3 separate regions of the Sus scrofa genome follow, and all the other regions are linked to region 1. Evidence: chromatin contacts called from public HiChIP or PLAC-seq data. All regions are on one chromosome and are shown on one strand. The core of a region is the stretch at or near the end of the contact, and the rest is flanking DNA. Distances in the headings are between cores, read along the strand shown. Region 1 overlaps DEPTOR (DEP domain-containing mTOR-interacting protein). Region 2 overlaps SNTB1 (beta-1-syntrophin). Region 3 has its middle 100 kb from the start of SNTB1.

Region 1 (2,700 bases), core at 94-2,593:
CTCAAACCTACTGCAGTGCAGAGGGGAGGGGTGCCAGGGAAGAGGGGACTAGCCAGGGCTCAGGAGTCACACAAGGAAAGGGCATTTAAGCATTTCCAAGGAGGAAGTGCTTTCTGCACAAAGAGAGGCACCATGCAAGTTATTATTTTGAAGGAAGTGAAAAGGACCCGATTGAGGAGTAACTAAATTATTAAAGTGTTTCAAACTGAATCAGAAAAGCTTTATTTTGACTTTTTTTCAGTTAGGAAATATCTTGATGGAAAACAAGCTTTTATTCCCTTGAATGTTGACTATACATTAAAAAATCATCAAGGAATAGAAATGTGCAGTTTGCCTTTTATAAGATTACACTCACTTCAGACCTCCAATATTTACTTTTTCGATCTAAGGGCAGCAAGCAGGGTGATTATTAAACCTTTAGGGATCTTTGCAAGATTCCCTCTCCTTTTGGTCCCGAAACACAGCATTTTAGAAAGCAAATTGAGCCTGGAGATTCAGACCAAAAAGTAGAAGAAACAGGAACTCACGCCCTTGTGATGGGGCCAGGGGCCGGCATGCAAGTTGTAGCTCAAAGGCTGGAGAGACAAGGGTTTTTTTTTTCCCCTGGCAAACTGATTTATGACCACAAGACAGGCAGCTGCGGAACCGGTCAGACCATAAGTACGATTCTCATATGTGAACAGAGAAGGACCAAGATTGCATAGGAGTGATGCGGGGATCTGAATCTGGGGGTCACTGCCTGTCCCGAGCATCTTGAGACTTGTCAAGTACCGATTCTCGAAGCAGCCGGGGGCCTGATGGGCTCTGCCACCCAAAATGTACGCGCGGGGGAGTTGGCACTGCAGCAGGGCAGCGGGTCAGGGTACCTCCACGCCCCCTTGCGGACCCAAACGACCATTGACAAGAATCTACTAATTAAGCGACAGGTACCCTGTTAGAGAAATGTTCTCAGTTTAGTCCTTACAACAACCTTACAAGGAAGCTGCTGTGATCAATCCCATTTTACAGATGAAAACACTGAGGCTCAGGGGACTGAAGCAAGACTTGCAAGCAAAAAGAGAACCTTAAGTGAAGGCGACCTTTGGGCTGGCTCCTTTTAATCTAGAAGTAAGAGGCTGGGGTTGAAGCCGGCTGGAGGCTCCCCGCCGGCCCCATTCGCTCTGTGGACGGACTAGGAGAGGGCTGTCAGCCAGGAGGCCTGGCAGCGCCGGGTGCCCCGGTAGAGGGGACGCGCGCGGTCGGAAGCAGCGCGTCTGCTGGACGCAGGGCTGCAGCCACTGGGCGAGGACGCAGCTAGCACCATGCGCTCGCATGCATCCGTCTCGGGAGCTCCGCTCCAGTCCAGAGTCCAAAGGGCGCTGGGCTGCAGCAGCTAAGCCGGGGGCGGCGCCGAGGGTCCACGCGCCCTTAGGCGTCCCGGAGCCCCAAGCGAGTTGCCAGTCACTAGCCACGGCGCGCGTGCGCGCGGGACTTCTGCAGACACTGGCGAGCAGTGCCACGGCGAGCCCCCCGGCACAGTCCTTCGTCTTACCGTAGCTGCTCCCCGGTGACAAGGACCTCAGCCATGCGCTCCAGCTCCCTTTGCTGCGCTCCGCCACTCCCGCTAGTGCTGCCGTCGCTGCCGCCGCTGCCAGCGCTGCTGCCCTCCTCCATGGTCCGGGCTGCGCCGCTACCACTGTCTTTGCTGTCCGTGGTGGGTTCAGGCGTTAAATCAGTCTGCCCTCAGTGAAGCCTTCCCCGCCATCTTTGTTAGGGGCAGTCCCGTAGCTGGGACGCGATTGGCTAGAGAGGGAATCCCTGTGGGTAGGCTGAGCCACTCGGCGAGTCCGCCCCTGAAACTCCAGCTGGGGGGCGTGGCTGGAGTCCCGCGTGGTCGGGGGCGGGACCGAAGGAGGAAAACATCAACATCTGGGCGGGGCGTCGGTTCGGAGCTAATCATGCTGGTTGAGGTCGAAGTCCTGAGTGCCCTTTCTTCTACCCACACAGCTCGATCCTGGGGACAGGCAGGGAGGTTATTAGACGACTGTGGAGGCATTTCCATTATTATGTCCACGCCCCAAATTGCCAGAGAGTGAAAGTAATAAATATAGCTAAATAGCGAACAATGAAGGATGTACATGTCAATGCAGGGCTTGAAGAAAGTAATCAGTCTTTTTTGGTCTAACCTCCTTACCAAAGTCGCTTGCTTACCTCATGATGTAATCAATAAAGAACTCTGGCTGGGAATCAGACAGACCTGAGCTCCAGCTCCACACCTATAATTTCCTAACTAAATGTCCTCAATTCTCAGTTTCTTCCTTTACAGAATAAAAATAATTGTGGCTTGTTGACATCTGCTGCATTAGAGATGCTTCAGGTAGTTGTTATTGTCTGTAATTGGAACAAATCCTGAGATGGGTATTGTCTGTGTTTTACATGGGGAAGCAGGTGAGGAGAGGTGGGATAACCTGAGCCTCATTCTGCATGAAGTAGGAAAATCATTTAACCAAAATAGTGGTCTCACTCAGAGTTAATGAGATTAACAAACAGCTGGGTGTTTCTCATGTTTTAACTCTATTGTTTTGTTGTTGTTGTTTTAGCCATGTCTTTCAGAAGTTCCTGGGCCAGGGGAGCAACAAGCCACACTGGATCTTTCACCTGCTGAGCCACCAGAGAACTCCATGTTTTAATTCTATAATCATTAAAACATTATCAAGAGTT
Region 2 (2,700 bases), core at 130-2,629, 660 kb before region 1:
TAGGTGCTCCCAGTTTAAGAGCAAACTGGCAGTCTGCAGGCCGTGTCTTGGTTAGAGGCGTATTTTCCTTGGTCTCCGAATTGTTTACTTTTACTTTTATTTTATTTTATTTTATTTTTTGGCCGTGCCCTTGGCACGCGCAAGTTCCCAGGCCAGGGATCAATCCTGCACCACAGCAGTGACCCAAGCCACTGCAGTGACAATACCCCATCTTTTTTTTTTTTTGTCTTTTTGCTATTTCTTGGGCCGCTCCCGCGGCACATGGAGGTTCCCAGGCTAGGGGTCGAATTGGAGCTGTAGCTGCCAGCCTATGCCAGAGCCACAGCAACTTGGGATCCGAGCCGCATCTGCAACCTACACCACAGCTCACGGCAACGCCGGATCGTTAACCCACTGAGCAAGGGCAGGGACCGAACCCGCAAACTCATGGTTCCTAGTAGGATTCGTTAACCACTGAGCCACAACAGGAACTCCCAATACCCCATCTTTAACCTGCTAAGCTACCAGGAAACTCTTCTTTTAATTTTTTACTACATAGTTTTTAAAAATTTATATAGAAGAAAAATAATAATGAACCTCCAGGTGCTCATAACCCAGTTTTAATAATTGTCCATATTTTGGCCACCTTGTTTCCTCCATACCCATTTTGCAAGGAGAGGGCTGGAGAGAACATGCTGGAGATTTTTGAAAAAATGCCAACCTTTCTAACACTTCACTCCATACGTTATTTTCCTAACTTGAATGAGTTGCCATCTGAGGTAGGAAGAATAATGGTCCCCCAAAGATGTCCACAGCCTAATTCTCAGAGCCTGTGCAGATGCTGCCTTAGATGGAAAAGAAGCTTTGCAGATGAATTAATGATCTTGAGATGGTTGAGATTGCCCTGGGTTATCCAGGCGACCCCAGTTGTCTTACATGGGTCCTTGTAAGAGGGAAGCAGGAGGGTTAGAATCAAGAGGAAAGATGAGCAGAGTTCCCATCGTGGCTCACTGGGAACAAATCTAACTAGTATCTGTGAGGATGCAGGTTCGATCTCTGGCCTAACTCAGTGGGTTAAGGATCTGGCATTGCCATGAGCTGTGGTATAGGTCACAGATGCAGCTCAGATCTCGTGTTGCTGTGGCTGTGGTGCAGGCCGGCAGCTGTAATTCCGATGCGACCCCTAGCCTGGGAACCTCCACATGCAGTGGTTACGATCCTAAAAAAAAGACACCCCCCCCCCAAAAAAAAAGAGGAGAGATGAGGTAACAGAAACAGGAGCAATGTGATGTGGGTCCTGAGCCAAAGAATGTAGGCAGCAGCATCTAGAAGCTAGAAAAGCAAGGAAATGGACTTTCCCCTTAAGCTTCCAGAAGGAAGCAGCCTGGCCAGCACCAGCACCAGTTAGGACTTCTGACTTCCTGAACTGTAAGGTGATACATATCACTATGTTTGTTGTCGTTTCTTAGAACAAGAGTAGGAAACTAACACACAAACTTTTAAAAAGAGGGAGAATTCACATGCAAAGACAGAATTATGGCTTCTTTTGAAAAGTCAGAAGTTGGACAATGCTGTGCCCACAGTCTTTCCTGGTAATGATAAGCCAATGCTGAAAAGAAGCCACCTTATAAGTGGGATGTGGTTAATTTCTTCTTTCCTTTTCTTTTTAAAAAAATTTTTATTATAGTTGATTTACAATGTTCTGTCAATTTTTTGCTGTACAGCAAAGTGACACAATGATACATAAATATACATTCTTTTTCTCAAAATAGCCTCCATCATGTTCCATCACAAGTGATGGGATATAGTTCCCTGTACTATCCAACAGGATCTCATTGCTTATCCATTCTAAATGCAATAGTTTGCATCTACCAACCCCAAGCTCCTAGTCCTTCCCACTCACTCCCCTCCCCTTGGCAACTACAAGTCTGTTCTCTGTGTCCATGAGTTTGTTTCTGTTCTGTAGATAGGTTCATTTGTGCCATATTTTAGATTCCGCATATAAGTGATGTCATATGGTAGTTTGTTTTTTCTTAGATCTGGTCCTCTGTGGTCCCTAAATTTGTGACTCTTTGTTTATCAGTAATGTAGTCACTATAACATTGCTGAGAGGGTGTGTTTTGAATATAGTATTTTTTTAGGCCATGAGCTGGAAGGGTCAGAAGCCACTTAACTTTCTAGTGGTTCTAATATCTAGAAAAATTGGGTAGCTACAAATATCTAAATGCTATTTCATAGCCTACTGTACTCATCTGTTATATGTCCCTAAACATATGATATGTATTTGATTTAAAATTACACAGTACGTTAAATTGGACTTAACTATCTTAGAATTTGCAAACATTTGTATTGGGGTGAATAGCACCCATGAAAAAATGGCTTTACTAAAATAACACAAATAAGCAAATTAAACTTATAACGGAATATTTCATGGCCTTTAGAAAATAAACTATGTTTCATTTACTAGCCCCTTAACTGTGCAGTGGAGAGTAAACATAACAGACTAATTTTGTCTCAGCTACTTGTTATAAATAGAAATATCCCTTTAGTGGAACAACTTATTATGGGTTATGAGTCATTTACACCTAAGTCTTGAATTCCTTTAATCAAATGTGAGACTTGGAGAGTCAAGAGCTTTGATTATTAGGAAGGGAGTTTAGGAACTTGGTTTAAACTGGTGTCTGCCTTGAGTGAAGCCTCATGTGCCAGGAGGTGGGATCA
Region 3 (2,700 bases), core at 60-2,559, 960 kb before region 1:
CACAGCAAAGTTAGATCCTTAACTCACTGAGCGAGGCCAGGGATCGAACCTGCAACCTCATGATTCCTAGTCAGATTCGTTTTCCCTGCACCACGACGGGAGCACCGTGGATAGCACTTTACTATTTCAAAGCACCTTGTGCAATTTAATCTTCTTGCCAATATTGTAAAGTGGCTGGGACAAGTATTTTAGAGATAAGCACATCTAGGCTTGGAGCCCTTGAATGACTTTCCCAAGGTCAATAGCCAGTGGATAGGAAAGCCAGTACTAGAATCTTGGACACGTGATTCCTTCCTCCAATGCTCTTCCTTCTGCCTCTCTTACAACTTAGTGATGTTTTATTACACTTAAGGTGTAAATTAGATAGCACGACTTCCTAGGATATGAGATGGCTTCTCACAAACTTCCGAAAAATATGTTTGAGGATGTTCGTTCTCTGCGCTATTTCTATCATTCTTCAAGCTGCTAAGACTGGATTTGCTTAGCAGTCAAGGTGTCAGCACAGATGGTTTCATAGGAAGTGCATTAGTTTCCAGGGCCACTGTAACAAATCCCACAAATTTGCTGGCTTGCAAGGATGGAAATTTATTCCGTCACAATTCTAGAGGCCAGAAGTCTACAACCAGGGCCACACTCCCTACAAAGGCTCTAAGAGGGAATCTAGTCCATGCCTCTTCCAGTTTCCAGTGTTTGTTGGCTTTCTTGGCTTTTGGCCACATCCCACCCATCTCTTTCTCCATCATCATATAGGCTTCTCCTCATTGTATTTGTCCTCTGTATAAAGACAATTGGCATTGGATTTAGGGCCCATCCAGATAATCCAGAATGATCTCTTCATCTCACTATCCTTTACCTGAGTTACATTCACAAACACCCTTTTTCTTAATAAGGTAACATTTACAGGTTCTGAGGATTAAGACAATGGAGGGCTACCATTCAGCTGGAGAGATTGATGGATTGATTGACTGATTGATTTATAGGAGTTGTTTATTCAAAGGTCAGAAGCTTTACAAGTGGAATGAATCAAAGATTTGTCCCACCGGTAATGACAAAGCATTCTTTTCCCAAGGTGGCCTTCAAGTCATTTACAAATTTTGAAAGGATCTCAGCAGTCCATAGGACATTCTCTGAAAGGATGCCCTGCCTTTCTCAGCTAGCTGTGGGTCATGGGCCAGGGGTGAAGATGGGTCTAACTAGTAGTGACTGGCCTACATGCTTGGGCATGTGCCCTGTTTATATGATACCCTCTGCCAAAGTGAGCTTCATGCCAAGAGGTAAACTTGAAAAGCCACTATTGAAACAGGAGCTCCTGTTTATGTCTGACCAGCATAGCAAGTTCTCTGCATCACTCACTCAGAGAGTCAGCCACTAGACCATCTGTTTTTCTCCCGTTGGCCTTTAAATAAAGATTGGTAGGTGCTTGTTTCCAACTCCAGATCTATGTCTGTGATGCATCATAATCTATAGAACTCACATATAAGGCACAGTCTTTCAGAGACTAGTAACAGCACTACTGCATGCTTATTCTTCTTTTGTCCACACTCTCGGAAAGAAAAAAAGAAGGGGAATAACACTTACGGAACATGATGGGTATGTTCCATTCGCCCCCAGATCCACTGTCCATCATTCTCTGCTCTGCCTCCTTGAGCCCTTCCTGTGACCTTAATGGACACTCTTACCAAATAGCTTCATGTTGGGTTTGGCCAACTGAAAGGACTCTGAAGGAACTGGAAGGAAGAAAAGAGAGAGTGAGGGAGGGAACCTGCATTATTCATTTCTCAATCCCCCAGTGGTTGCCAAGGTCTGGCCACATCTCTCCATGGAGGTCTCAGCATGCAACTCTGTCTCCAAGTCTAGGAAACACTGCTTTTATCCAGACCCTCAGGCCTGCAGCTGCTAGCTCCAGAATATTAAAGTACCTTTTGTAGTTTTACTATACCTTGTCTATATATGTTTTTAATAGTCATGCTACTATACTTTCACAATTTGAATGAATCATCTGTTTCCTAAAGGGACTCAAACTGATGAAATGCAATCCTTTTAAAGTCTCTTGCTAGATGTCCCTTTATTCCAGTAATTATAACAGTCCTATAGGGGAGAGACTCTTTCTCAAATCAGAGCTGCAGCTGCAGGCCTACACCACAGCCACAGCAACACAGGATCTGAGTCACCATCTGCAATCTACGCCACAGCTTTGCAACAATGCCGAGTCCTTAACCCACTGAGCAAGGCCAGGGATCAAACCCATATCCTCACTGACATTATGTCATGTTCTTACTCCACTGAGCCACAACAGGAACTCCAGGGTAGGTACTCTTAACCCCATGCTATTGATGAGGTAACTGAAGCTTATTGAGGCAACATGACTTGTCCTAGGAGACAAACTAGCAAGTGAAGCATGAGGATTCAAACCCAGATTTGTCTAACTTCAAAACTCTTGGATTTTTAGCTATTTCTCCCCACTCTGAAGAAAACGTCTTTTTTATTATTGAATTATAATTGACTTATGATATTATATTAGTTTCAGGTATACAACATGGTGATTCGACATTTTTATAGATTACAAAATGATCGCCACGGTAAGTCTAGTTTTCATCTGTCACCATAGACAGTTATGACAATAGTATTCAGTATATTCTCTATGCTGTTCAATACATCCCGTGACATTTATTTTATAGCTGGAAGAAATAAAGGATGCCT

The links. HiChIP or PLAC-seq counts read pairs in DNA pulled down with a chosen protein or histone mark.
Region 2: an H3K27ac HiChIP or PLAC-seq map of skeletal muscle shows a contact between it and region 1, with 2.3 times the contacts expected there. The contact joins two enhancer-like sites. A contact is called at or near these places in 2 of 2 datasets of contacts at active chromatin or transcription factors (alveolar macrophages and skeletal muscle).
Region 3: a contact with region 1 is called in an H3K27ac HiChIP or PLAC-seq map of skeletal muscle. The contact joins two enhancer-like sites. A contact is called at or near these places in 8 of 47 Hi-C or Micro-C datasets (embryonic fibroblasts, fetal skeletal muscle, heart right ventricle and 4 more) and 1 of 2 datasets of contacts at active chromatin or transcription factors (skeletal muscle).

Annotation. Positions count from the first base shown.
Region 1 is chr4:19,144,903-19,147,602 of Sscrofa11.1, forward strand. It overlaps DEPTOR (DEP domain-containing mTOR-interacting protein), which reads right to left. Exons shown (of 12, transcript XM_021090558.1): 4 at 1,532-1,993. The coding sequence starts at 1,653. Among named protein-coding and RNA genes, the nearest start is that of DSCC1, 15 kb to the right of the region's middle. Within about 2 kb of position 1,344, at least 70 of the 83 cell types and tissues checked have an H3K27ac peak or open chromatin away from gene starts, as enhancers often do. A contact at or near this core is called in fetal skeletal muscle and skeletal muscle, where this site is marked.
Region 2 is chr4:18,484,297-18,486,996 of Sscrofa11.1, forward strand. All of the region lies in intron 4 of SNTB1 (beta-1-syntrophin), which reads left to right. Among named protein-coding and RNA genes, the nearest start is that of MTBP, 120 kb to the right of the region's middle. Within about 2 kb of position 1,380, at least 1 of the 83 cell types and tissues checked has an H3K27ac peak or open chromatin away from gene starts, as enhancers often do. A contact at or near this core is called in skeletal muscle, where this site is marked.
Region 3 is chr4:18,187,647-18,190,346 of Sscrofa11.1, forward strand. No RefSeq gene overlaps it. Among named protein-coding and RNA genes, the nearest start is that of SNTB1, 100 kb to the right of the region's middle. Within about 2 kb of position 1,310, at least 4 of the 83 cell types and tissues checked have an H3K27ac peak or open chromatin away from gene starts, as enhancers often do. A contact at or near this core is called in fetal skeletal muscle and skeletal muscle, where this site is marked.